Linked DNA regions of Mus musculus: region 2 is linked to region 1. A link is a contact called in public HiCAR-type data. All regions are on one chromosome and are shown on one strand. The core of a region is the stretch at or near the end of the contact, and the rest is flanking DNA. Distances in the headings are between cores, read along the strand shown. Region 1 has its middle 19 kb from the start of Gm26291. Region 2 overlaps St6gal2 (beta galactoside alpha 2,6 sialyltransferase 2).

The links. HiCAR-type assays count read pairs that join an accessible place to other places.
Region 2: a HiCAR-type map of PVALB interneurons shows a contact between it and region 1, with 6 times the contacts expected there. The contact joins two enhancer-like sites. A contact is called at or near these places in 5 of 39 promoter capture datasets (the HPC-7 cell line, cranial neural crest, frontonasal cranial neural crest and 2 more), 13 of 484 Hi-C or Micro-C datasets (the HPC-7 cell line, cerebellar granule neurons, cerebral cortex and 5 more) and 1 of 115 datasets of contacts at active chromatin or transcription factors (PVALB interneurons).

The regions. Positions count from the first base shown.
Region 1 is chr17:54,667,629-54,674,417 of GRCm38.p6, forward strand. No RefSeq gene overlaps it. Among named protein-coding and RNA genes, the nearest start is that of Gm26291, 19 kb to the left of the region's middle. Within about 2 kb of position 2,088, at least 7 of the 459 cell types and tissues checked have an H3K27ac peak or open chromatin away from gene starts, as enhancers often do. A contact at or near this core is called in PVALB interneurons, where this site is marked.
Region 2 is chr17:55,476,093-55,482,446 of GRCm38.p6, forward strand. St6gal2 (beta galactoside alpha 2,6 sialyltransferase 2) reads left to right here. Exons shown (of 6, transcript NM_001347403.1): 2 at 5,813-6,354. The coding sequence starts at 5,875. Among named protein-coding and RNA genes, the nearest start is that of St6gal2, 34 kb to the left of the region's middle. Within about 2 kb of position 2,964, at least 4 of the 459 cell types and tissues checked have an H3K27ac peak or open chromatin away from gene starts, as enhancers often do. A contact at or near this core is called in PVALB interneurons, where this site is marked.

The sequences.
Region 1 (6,789 bases), core at 838-3,337:
CTGAACCAAGATGAGATTTTGACATACATGTATGGGATGTAAGGACAAGAGTGTGAAGTACAGTAGTTTATTAAGAAGCCTCTTTGTCTTAACAATGACTGAAAATTCCTAAAAGCCTTTGCGTCAGCGTAACTGCATCTGGAATTACTGTCAGTCTCAAGATGTGGAAGGATGTTTCCTGGAAGAGCTTAACTAAATATGAAAAATGGGAGGGAAAAACAGAGATGTCTGATTAAATTTATCTTTTGAAAACAGCCAATTCAAAGGAAAGAAATGATTCCAGGAACTTTCAGTAAGGCCTACTGAGACAATCCTTGCTTTGTGGTTTTATGCTCAGGGTGTCCCAGTGGTGAATGAGTTATTGTTCCACACGATAGCCTCTGCAGCCAGAAGCATTTATTTTTAGGGACTTTGACTAGGCAAACTCAGGACTTGTAACTTCAGTATAGACAGGAATCTCAGGGTTACTCAGGGAGAAACAGAATTGGAATTCTATTGAATATAGAAGGGAAGACATTCAGAAAAATGATAAAAGCATACATAAAGCATAGAGGAAACTTCCTTAAGAAGAGTCACATTATTAAGATATATATGGACCTCGGTTATAAACATAAAGCTTAAGAGAAAGAAAGTAATATAGGAATGTATGGGCTCTGGATAAAGTCTCAATCAGTTGTCTTATAAACATAAAGCTTAAGAGAAAGAAAGTAATATAGGAATGTATGGGCTCTGGATAAAGTCTCAATCAGTTGTCTTATTAGTCATGCACACCATATTGGTGCTTCTCAAGTTACATCGCAAAAATTTTCTGAGAACCTGTTATTTTTCTTCCTTTTGCTTTTTAGTAACTGAGATTTCAAAATGACTTTCAACATTATTCCAGTCTCATAAGTTAAAACCAGGAGCTGCTATAGACACTCAAGGGGTTTAGTTCATGCTGCTTTCTGTAAATGGGATTTCTGGTGAGATGCTTAGAAAAGCACAGGTTTTCATCTAGTAAGAAAGAAAGCCCTTAAATATATGTTACTGGGCTGGATTCTGGATTTTCAACTGACAAGAAGCTTCAGGCAATATTGAGTAAGTGCCTCATTTTCTTTTCCAGATCCCTACAGTTTTCCCCATCTTGTATCCTGCCTCAAGATTAGAAGAACATGAGTGTGGAGTGATGGAGCTTAAGCAACACAAGGCAGCCCATAGATGTACTGGTTTGTTGTTTTGAATTTTCCTCTTTTCCAAATGCATTCCTTAATGGGTTGAGCCATGTACTAGATATTTAAGATGTTCTGAGAGATTGTACCTAGATGCCAAAATCTCCTTCCAGTAAAGGATACACAGTTAGATTAGGAAGATTAACTGTTCTCAGAAAGCTGGGAGACTCCATGCAGTAGCCTCTTATTCTACCCTTGATGGTAACAACTCATATTCTTACAAATGCTAGAGAGAAACTCTGTTGTTTATTCTCTTTGTTCCCATGCCATGCAAAGAATTCCTGAATACCAGACCCCAAATCTAGGACCAGCTTCTACCAGAAGACATGCAATCAGCTAACAACAGCTGCAGTGTAAATGAACTGATACTCCTCTCCCAAATCTGTATCTCTGCCTCTTTTCTTTGAACTTCTGTATTTTAACATTTAAAAAACTAAAGGGAGAAGCCATCCTTTTTATCTTTGACAACTCAGCAAACAGATGTACTATAGCTCTGAGTAGGCATTAAAATTCTTTGTTTCAATGGCAAAGGGGTATACAAATAAAGCCCCCATTTTATGTCATGCAAAAGAATAGATGAATCACTCTGCTGACTTGCAGGACTAAGATGTGGTAATTGAAAATTTGACAAAGTAGATTGAAATACATTTAGCCTGTTCTGTAGGATTCTGGGAGTTCTTTATATAGCTTTCTTATTTCTATCTTTCTCTTTTCATGGAAGGAAAGAATGTGAGAAAAGGAAACAAAGGGGGTAGCACTAGGCAGCTGCTTGAACACTCTCGGAACTAGAATTTGTTGCTGGGAAGTTATAAGACACTTCTGTTTAATTTTGCATTTGCTGGTATTTTTGTCTTCTTGACATTGAGTCTTTCAAAGATGCTTAATTCAGTGTTGTGGGAAGAAGCTTATGTTGCGCTATCTCATTTTTCAGCCAGAGAGCAATCACACTCAATCTTGCAAGGTGTTTTGTGAAACCATTTTGTGTGTAATAGCATTTGGTTGTTTTAGCTCTTGAGTTTTGGTTGTAAAATGCTGTCTTTTGTGTTTCCTCCTGTGAGAAAATTCATTAAAAGGAAAGACAGGATGACCAAAGGCAAACTCAGAAACTAGCAGCATCTCTCCTGCTGAAGCACAAAAGATAGAGTGATGTTGATAACCTCCCTACATGAAATCCTCCCTGCCTGGCCTCTCCCCAACTCCCTGGCTGGGTCTAAAAATACATTCCAAGAAAGGAAAATCCACACTGTCATTGATAGGCTTTTTAGAAAGCTCAGCCTCTGTTTTCCCAACAGGTAGTAACACTGTTTTTTTTGAAAGTAAAAGAAAATTTGAGCACACTCTCATTATATCTAGTCATTTTCAAGGTCAGGTGCAACTACTCCCTAGTTTGGGAAGGATGGGCTCAGAAGACAGCAAAAGCATCCTTTTGAGCCGATTTCTATGGGTGCATTGCTGTGGTGTGGCTCCAGCAGAGATGGGCTATTACAGACATCTTTCATAATGCAAGTATAAAATGTCTGTAATTCTTTAACATCTGGTAACTGATGTTGGCAGCTACATGGGAAAGGAAAGGCTGAACCAGAACAAATAGAATGGTTATATAAATTGTTGTTGCTCAGTTAAAGAGACTAAAAATTAGGCCAATATTCACAAACTGTAGTGAAATCAGATCTCATACATAGTCATGAGCGCTAAAATTTAGCTTAGAGTAAGAGAGACCCCCTCATTTTTTACATACTTATGTAGAAAGACCAGACAAGAAAATTATGCTAGAAGACACACAAAGTAGGGATGCAGAGAAAAGCTTTCACGAGCTTTCAATGGAACCTAAACATCAGAGAATACATTTACTCTTTCTAAAATACCTGCCTTTTTGTCCCTCCCTCTCTATGCTGGGAAAAAAATGCAAGTTTGAAAACTACTGAGGGTTTTTGTTCTGAGTGTTTATACTGAGGATGATGATACACTGACTAGTACATTACTATGAGAGTATTTGCCTCTCAATTAACATGGCAATGCGTTCTTAAATTAAGAATGCATAATACTGCTTTGCATTTGATAATTCTCTTAAATCTATTTTTCCATATGTTGAAGCTAGAATATATTCATGATTAGTGGTTTATAGGAAGGATGTGAGGAACAGGGTGGCATGAAAGTTGGTTTGGTTATAACCAATGTGTGCTGTATGTATTGGTGGAAATATTCCCATTATTAATTATAATCAACATATGCTAATGAAAACCTAGTATCATAATATCACTAAGAGTGAACTGGAAACTGGATAATCTAATGACAATGACATGTGGTATTATACAACATGCTTACTTTATTAGAGATCTAGCTGGATAAAAGCAGGCTCGGAGATAGTTGAAGATTCAGCCTTTCCTCAGGATCAGCTTTTGAGGCGCCATCTTCATTTCCCTTCAGAGTCACTCATGAAGTGGAAACTTAAGGGTTATTTGGATAGTCGGTTGTGTTGGATGGTGTTTTGCTGCGGCAAACTTGTGAAGGAACATTTTGCTGTATCAGACTCAGGTGAGAGGATGTTCTGCTAAAGCAAGCACATGAAAGGACACATGATGAAGAATTCTTTGAAAATGACGCCTGTGTATTGGTCCGCTTCGCACTGGGTAGTTGAGTTCCATACTCCATTGAGAGAAACACAACAAAAAACTTCTGGTGGGGTGCTGTAGTTTCTTGCCACTTCTGCAGATTTGTGCTGATTGGCAGAGTGATGTTAGCTGAGACAGAATCACTGACAAGTCAAGACAGGAGATGAGGCAAGACTCAGGGAGGACACATGATATTTGGAGGGAGTACAAATAGGCCCAATGGACTGTAATGTAGGTGGGCTAGGTTCGCTTATAGAGTGAGCTGTACATTGTGTTGGTCTGATGTCTTTACTCATCTTTGCTTAACTGAGAGAGACACAGCCAAGAATTTCTTCTGGCATTTCTGCTGGTCCCTCCTGCTGACTTGTGCTGAGATTGAGGCCTGGCTCTGCTAGGTAGGGCCACTATTGTTGATTTGTGTCAGCTATCCTGACTCTATCAAACTGGACAGTTGTTATATCTGTGCAATGTTTGCAAGTGGATCTAGCAGCTGCTGCTGACTTGTGAAATGAACTACCATTTCTAGACAACACAGATGGGAGTTGCTCTAAAGACCCATTTCTAAACAGGTCCATCTCCCCATATCTTTTTTTTTTTCCTACTACCTGTTGTGGGTGGTAGGCTAAAAAGGAGGTTAAAGTGTTTAAGAACCATCAATAAAAATAGGTTTTGAAAAAAACTAAAATAACACACTAATTTTAAGAAAGGGAAAATATCACAATTGTTTTTCATTATTTGAAATAGCATAAGAAAGAAAACAGTGGAAGTGGCAGGGATTTTGATAGGCAATTTCCCAATAAAACATGGCTATTTTGCATATTTATTTACTTTTAATTTTTCTTTAATTATTTTCAATATATTATCAATGCAAAAAAACTATAGTTTTCATCTTCAGAAGAGTAGAAGATAGTTCATTCTAGAGTCACATTGAATGAACATAGTCTAGGACCACATGTTTAGGTTACTCAACATTCCAGCTTCCAATGTGAAAACAGTTTTATGACATTTCATAATTTTATAGATCAAAGGAAGTCATAAATAAAGGCAGATTTTAAATACTTTGTAGAATATCAGACAGCAAGATAAGGGAAGCTTTGCTATAGACCTAAGATGCTATCAGATGACATTTTTAGCTTTTGAGTTGGTAGAAGTGTAGGCCATAATTTAACAATGCTATCCATATTTGTTCCTGTTGTAGCTGTCAAATATTCAACACAAAAACCTGTTAAGTTTATTAGCACACTTTCAGTACTATGACTGTGCAGATATTCATATATTTTAAACCTACAAGCTATTTATTTCCCAGCCACATGGTCCTTCATATTCATTCAAAGTTTCACCTTGGCTTGTTCCACTCTGTGTGTCCTGATGGAGAGCCCCTGAGAAACCTGTTCAATAAGATTTTCCTGGACCCTTGCCTCATGTCCTCTCCACATGGTCTTTCTACTTTTTTTCTTTGTGCTACATCTCTTTCTTCTTTACCCTTGGCTGGGATTGGAAGTCCAGCTTTTCTAACTTCTCTGCTCAGCCATAGGTTGATCAGCTCTTTATTAACCAACCAGAGATAACTGGCCAGTATTCTTTATACAACCTTGATGACAGAGAGGTTTCAATAATCGTGACAATGCTGGCCTTCAGACTGTAACCAGATCTCTAGGCACAAAAATCAACAACTGAATATACAGTGCACAAGACCAAACCTAAACAAGAAGTCAGGACATCTACTAAGTTAATATATTCCAATGTTTTTCACGTATTAGTGACAGAATATTAGATCTGACACAGAGGTGGTGGAAATGAAAGGCTATTCTAAGGTCTCAAGCTAGCCCCAAATAAGGTTATTACCCTCTGGATCTGCAACATTCCAATCTCTCCATATTACTTAAATTCTAATCAGTCAATCAGTATCTTCAGACACAGCTTCTATTTATTAGTTTGTGTTCACATTACTCTTACAGAATTTTGATTAAATGAATATATCTGACTTGTATTTCCAGCCTTTAGTGGTGATTGAACATTCTGAAATTGTCCAAAACTTTATAAGATAATAAAGGCATACTATTTCCCCTTGAATAACAGAAATGAGACTGTCAATTATATGGACAAGAAAGGCCACTCAGAATGGGTATACCTTGAAAATTGTTGAAAAGGTGGAACTAATTATCCACTTAATGGGATATGTCTCCTTTTAGACATCTAGAAGTTCCTACTTTTACACAGTTGCTTGCAGATAACAGTGCTAAGACTGTCTGATTTTTTAATTTCAAACTCCAACATTCTAAATTTTCCTCTTTACCAATTTGCTTTTTCACATACTAGAATAAACTCTAAGTTTGCTTGACCTGAAACTTTGGACATAGGTTCTCTCTGAAGACTCCTGTGAAGTTTTGCTTGGACCTTATTGCTGAACCTATCTGCTTCCTTGACTTCTAAGAGAAAACACATCTTTTCTTTCTATCTTCTTTTTCTCTTTCTTCCCACTCTGGGCAATCACTTGGATTTATTGCCAGAGTCTTGTTTTCTTTTTTTTCCCTGAAATTATAATAAAATTGTCTTTGAGTTTTTTTTCTAAGTCACTTTTAAGACATTTTTTCTCTATGAGGCTAAGAAAACACAAAAAGGTAACGGGTTTTTCCAACACACACACACACACACACACACACACACACCACTACCAGCACCAGCACCGCCTCCACTTCCACCTCCACCACCACCACTACCACCAAAAACAACAGCAATAACAATACCACCACCAAAAACAAAAACAAAATAAACAAAAAACAAAAACAAACAAACAAAAAAAACATAGCTTTTACCTCAAGGGAATAAGAAATAGTTTATTCTGGAACCAAGTTTGAGTGATTATGGGGAAATATGAGACTAGGTTACCTAGGTTTCATATTTGCAATGTAAAAACAGTTTCATGAATTTTTTAGTTGTTGCTGTTTTAATAGTACAAAGATGCCACA
Region 2 (6,354 bases), core at 1,714-4,213, 810 kb after region 1:
AACAGTGGCGCCAATCCCTGACTATTAATGATACTCTGTTATGCTAAGGCTCCATCAAGCAGGTGACTCAGACAGATACCAACACCCACAGTCAAACACTGGTTGGAGTTTGACCCGTATGGAAGAATAGGAGAAAGGGTTGCAGGCCCTGACAGAGATAGGAACCCTACAGAAGACCAACAAAGTCAACTAACCTGGACCCTTGGGGCTTTCTGAGACTGAACCACCAACCAGAGAGCTTACACGGGCTGGACTTAGGCCTCCTAACACATATCTATTAGATGTGCAGCATGGTCTTAATGTGGGTCCCGAACAACTCTAGCAGGGGCTATCCCAAAAGTTATTTCCTATACATGGAATAAATATGTTCTTCTAGTTGGCCTGCCTTGTCTGGCCTCAGTGGGAGTGGATGTGCCTAGCCTGAAAGACTTGATGTGCCAGGGTGTCAGGATACCCAGGGGGTCTCACCCCCTCAGAGGAGAAGGGGAGGAGTAAGAGGAAGGATTGTGAGAGGGGGGGACTGGAAGGGGACAGTGAGTGGGATGTAAAGTGAAAAAGTAAAATAAATAGATAGATACATAAATAGATAGATACATAGATACATAGATAGATAGATAGATAGATAGATAGATAGATAGATAGATAGATAGATAGATAGATAGATAGATAGATAATCAGTGCTGAATCAAATTGACAGCTTCAACTACAAGCCTTGGCACATTATTAGTGCAAACTGTAAATATTTGAATGCTAATGAATATAAAACAAAGAGACATTGTGCCCAAAGTCTGAAAGCTGTTTCAGAAAGAGAAAAGAACACCACACTAGGCAGCTTGTGTTGTTTTCATACAGTACAACCAGTGATAGTCTTTTGAAATCATTTTTCTTCCCCTGCTCCTGCCCCACTGAAAGCTGCCTGGGAGACTCACATCTGCAAATCTCCCTTTAAAACCATTTCCTATCTGCCTGACCCCTCAGCAAAAACACTGTACTGTAGACAATAACTGACCTAGAAATATATGTATGCCACCATCTTGTAAGAGCATCCCACCCTGAGTCAACCCAAACCTTTACCATCCTTGTGCTTTGTGTTTTCTGCACACATCCTCATGCAGGAACAAGCCTAGGTGTCCCAAGGCTTGAGACAATCACCCCTCTTCCACCCTGATCATAAGTGTCCATCTCCAGGCCTTCTCTTTACTGAAGTACTCAAGGTTTGCTTTAGTGCACTAGGCATGCAAAAAGCCTAACTGTCTACTGCCTAGTTTTATGCATTCCTGGAGCCAACCCAGACCCTCCTTGTAGGTTGAGAAGCATATACCAACAGAGCCATCCTATAAACAACTAGGAACATGGGCTTTCCTGCATTTGCTATATCTTACTAGTTCCAATCATTTATTTGAGAAATACAGTTTAAGAGTGTTCCATAGGCCATCCACTTTTCCTGAGTGTTTGAGACTGAGTAATATGTTGCTGCCACCTATAGGAGGCTTGCAGTCATCTCCACTGTAGCTTGTCTGAGTATCTTATCATTAATTGCCCTGGCACCCCTTATGAAAACTTAACACCTTTGCCAAATGAGATCCTTTGAGTGTGTCATCCCTTCCTCACATCTGTACTCACTCATAACCCCACCCTGCCACAGAGAAGAGGCCTCTCTATCAAGGGGGACTGTTCTTCCAAAGACAAAGATTTGAAGTACTCCTTAAAAGGGGGCTTGTGTCCCATCACCACAATACTCCCTGATCTGGCTGGCCTTTCCCTTCTGTTTTTTTGAATATGGCTTTAGAACGGACTGGGACTCTTAGCCTTCTGTATTTAGTGGTCTAAACACGTTCTTACTTTTACAAAAGTGAAGTAAGGAAAGGGGCCATTTGTAAAGGGGCCTGTGAGGTTGGGAAGCGATAGATGCATCCTAACTGGAGCACTTTATATTCCTTCTCTGTGTCTGGAATGCCTTCTCGTGTGTAACAGGAGCTAATTTTAAGGACAAAGGTCATGGAGACCATTTAGATATGGATGTCCCTCTGTAGCTCACAAGTTAAATCTTAGATTTGAATTTGGTCCAGACAACTCTTTGGTTTTTGAGACTCGCAGTAAACCTGGTCGTTAGGGTTACCCCAAACGTATTAAAAGTATATTAACAACCACAACAGTCAACACCAAACCTGAATCAAAACAAAACAAACAAACAAACAAAAAACAAAACCTGGTGATAAAACTTGTCAATCTTAGGGCTCAGGAGTGATTCCATTACAGAAGCAAAGACTAACTATAATTCAGCTCTTTGTCCTTAAACAAAACAGAAACTTAGCTGCCTTAACATCATGCCGAATTTTACTGCTTGCAGAATTGTTTACATTTCATAATTTCATCTAACAACATGTCTTTGGGGAAATATGATCTCTTTTAGAATACTTTGAAGAATTTAAACATTCTTCTGTCTAATTATGATTTTCCTGAAGACAACTGAACTCTTTTTATTTTCTCTGTTTGGAAGAGGAAATCCATATCTTAGTTAAGGAAACCCACCAAGCTTTCTAGATGAGCAAAGGAATCAGAATAATTTCTAGGGGTTATGGATATATTCTCTACATAAAAATAGAAATTCCATAGGACAGAGGTAGTGCCAATAACAGAGAGAGTCCCCTGGGCATCAAAATCTTCCTGCTGCTAGGTAATAATTGAGCATATCTGTGGAGGGCAGAGTAAGTTGCACTGGTCCAGTATGCAGATAATCTTGCCATAGCTGAACGTGGCAGTCATTTAACCCTCACTGACAATATACACATGAAGTTATGATTAGGGAGTACTTTCCACTGGCATCTAGGGACAGATGCTTTGCCTATGGACTTCTCCTCTACCTCCGATGCCATTTATACCATACCCGCTAATGATGGCTTATAGCAGTGAGTGCAACAGACGATTCTGTTTAAGTGATGTCAGTATAACAGTTCAGATGTGCTATCATAGGAAAAGGATGCTCTCTGTTGCATAACAAGAGCTTCCCTTCCACATGAAGAAGGACACATGCTTTGACTTTAATGTCCCTCACCTTTATGACCTAGATCTGTTATAAAATGTGTCTGATGGAGACCAGGAATAAACAGAGGGAATTATGTGTGTTTTGCTAGCAGAGGATCTGCCAGTGTCTTTGAGACGTAATCATTTTGGAGGGTGGTCTCTTAATTAGCAACAGAAGGCTTGCAGCCATCAAAGTTGCACAGAAGACTTGAATTATTAAAAGTTGAAGCCTGATCATGAGTGGAGGCAGCAAATTTCCTCCTCTGCATAATTACTTACTGTGTGCCAGGAGGTCTGTGCATCTTACCCGATGCAGAACTGCCGTTCTTTGCCTTGAGATTATTACTTCTTTTGTGAGCTCTGAGGATCATGGGGATTCTTCTGTTTTCTCAAGTCTAGCACATCAGGAAGGAAAGAACAAATAGGGACAGGGCCTTGGGTACTCAGTGGGACCTTCTTTTCCCGGTGTCCCCAGATATCTTCTCATTATTTTACCTCCCTACTGTGCCAGCCGTTATTTCCCTTGACAGAAAAGGCTTCCCGTCTCATTTTCAAGGAACTAGGCATTTTCATGTAATGAAGCCGGGCTCTGATCTCAGGAATCATTCTGTGTAATTCAGCAGGTTCACCTTCAGACTTCTTTCGCCTCAGCTTCCTGCAGCCACTAAATTATAAGGCAACATGAATTCATGTAGCATATGGGGCATGGCTTCTGGGGCCAGAGGTATCTGGCTTCTTCCCAACAGCTCAAAGCTGGTTTTTTCTATTTTATTACACCCCTGATTCTCACACCCCACATTCCCCACCTTTATCTGTAGGTTATAAAAAGGTTCTCACAGGCTAATGCTGAAATGATCTTATCTTTCTCCTGTTACCCACTCAAAGCTCAGAGCAGCGAAATCATTCCCATTTAGAAACAGGAAGGCAGGCTTTCAAATCCATCCTTTCAGTAGTAGTTCACCCTGTGAACACTGAAGGACTCCTTTAGTCTTTGTCATAGGATCCTTTCTGAAACTCTGTTTCAATTATTCAGATTCCCTGTGATAGGACTATGCTCATTATTACAAGTTCCTACAAAGCTTAAGTTAGGGACTTCTGAAAGGCTAACAATGTGAAATTTTTGGCTTAGAACTCAGTATTGTCTTCCAACAAGGAAAGGAGAGCTGTGGATTGAGTTTACCCTTGAGGCTGGTAATTCATGAAATAATACCCATATAACACAACCTCAGTAAAATGCTGGCAGTGAGATTCAATGTAGCTCTATGACTGCTGAGGTTTTTGTATACCAGAAGTGAAATCCCTTCATTCATCACCTCATGGGTCTTGTATATATAAAACCAAAATAATTACATGTACCATTTTGCTTGGTTTTGTTATTCATTATAGCAGAGTATCAAACCTAATGGATATTGTGGGGACTTTCTGCTTGATAGCTGAGCCAAACATGGCCTGGTGACCCCTAAGGCTGGCATCTGAAGTGAGGGAAGTCTTATGAAGATGCTCCTCACTTGCACCACCTATGGGTAGTAAGTGACAGAATGAAATTGCAATGTCCACAGTTTTAGTGGAAATAGAATAATTGTTACAGAGGGTAATGTTACGATTTCCAGTTGATTCTCAAAATACTAGAGAGGACTCCTAGACCTTTTTGTTGGACATTATAACTTAAAACGTGATGGACTGTGTCCTTAATGGACAGGTTAGTTGAGTAACATAGAAAATGACCTTCGAATCATGGTCCCAGGTTGCACTGTAGAAAAGTATCCATTATCTCTTTCTGGTGAGACATGTGGGGACATAAAGAGTAAGCAGTGAGAAGTTTTGACAGTAACTGGCACAGCCATGACATTCTGGTACAGAGGGAAACAAAAAAAAGTATAGCAGTGAGTGGCAATTTGGGTGAAAATGATCCTTTACCACAGACAGATAAGCCAAATCTAGAAAATACAACTTTCCTTAAGCAGATATGAGCAGGTATGAGCAGATGCCTTCCAAGTTTAGTGAGCCCTGGGGTCATAGTGGGTTTGAGCATAATATTGCTTGCTCGACATGTTTGTGAGCATATTGGTTTACCTCGGTGGACCTGTTGCTTCATTTGGAAATGGATGTAATAGTGCTTTATGTCTTATTCAGAGATAAAAAGATCAAGAGATAACTCAGAACAAATGCTAAGTGCAGGGTCTGGAGCACAACAAGATAACTGCTGGTATTTCCTCTTGGTTTACTATGTGGCTCTAGTTCAGTCTTGCTTGCAGAGGGTAGGGCAATTCTTGAGGGCACTGAAGTCAGCAAGGACCCTGCAGTATTTGCCTGTGGCCACAGTCACCCAGCATTGCTCTATTCAGTACTAACAGTGGTGGACTTCTGATATATTCTAGGTAGGTCATGAAGAACTTAGACAGGCCTACCATTGATGCCTATAAAATGTACGAGCTGAGACTTTGATGGACTGCTAGCAGATATGAGCAGGCAAACTACTTTATTCTCCAACTTTGCCTCACCTAAATAGAATTCTCTTAGATGCCAAGGGAGGGAACAGCAATAGACCCTCACAAGAGTGCTTAGGCTAGAAATGGCAGACATGTCCAGAGTCTCTTGGGAAACGTTTATTTCTCTCAAGATTTTGCTTAGATGGTGTGACCTTTTGTCTTTCAGAAGTCAAGAGTGAAAGTAGGAGAGAAGAGAATTCTGTTTTTCTGATTCCCCCCTCAGTCGACTTTTGATTAAATGCTGCCCCGGCAGTGTCTGCGCAGATTTCTTATGCTAACCAGGCTCCTGTCTTTTTCAGGTTTTGTCCACCTCGTAGTGCTTTAGAACCCCAAGGTGAAGTGCTGGCCCCAAAGATCTGCAATGAAACCACACTTGAAGCAATGGCGACAACGAATGCTCTTTGGAATATTTGTTTGGGGGCTCCTCTTTTTGGCAATTTTCATCTACTTCACCAACAGCAATCCTGCGGCACCTATGCCCAGCTCCTTTTCCTTCCTGGAGAGACGTGGGCTCCTGCCTCTACAGGGCAAGCAGCGGGTCATCATGGGCGCTTTGCAGGAACCCTCTTTGCCCAGAAGTTTGGATGCAAGCAAAGTGCTGCTGGACAGCCACCCTGAGAACCCTTTCCACCCTTGGCCTGGGGACCCACAGAAATGGGATCAGGCCCCAAATGGCTTTGACAATGGGGATGAGTTTTTTACATCCCAGGTTGGGAGGAAATCACAAAGCGCTTTCTATCCCGAGGAAGATAGCTATTTTTTTGTTGCGGATCAGCCTGAGTTGTACCACCACAGGCAGGGTGCACTGGAGCTGCCATCTCCAGGGGAGACATCATGGCGA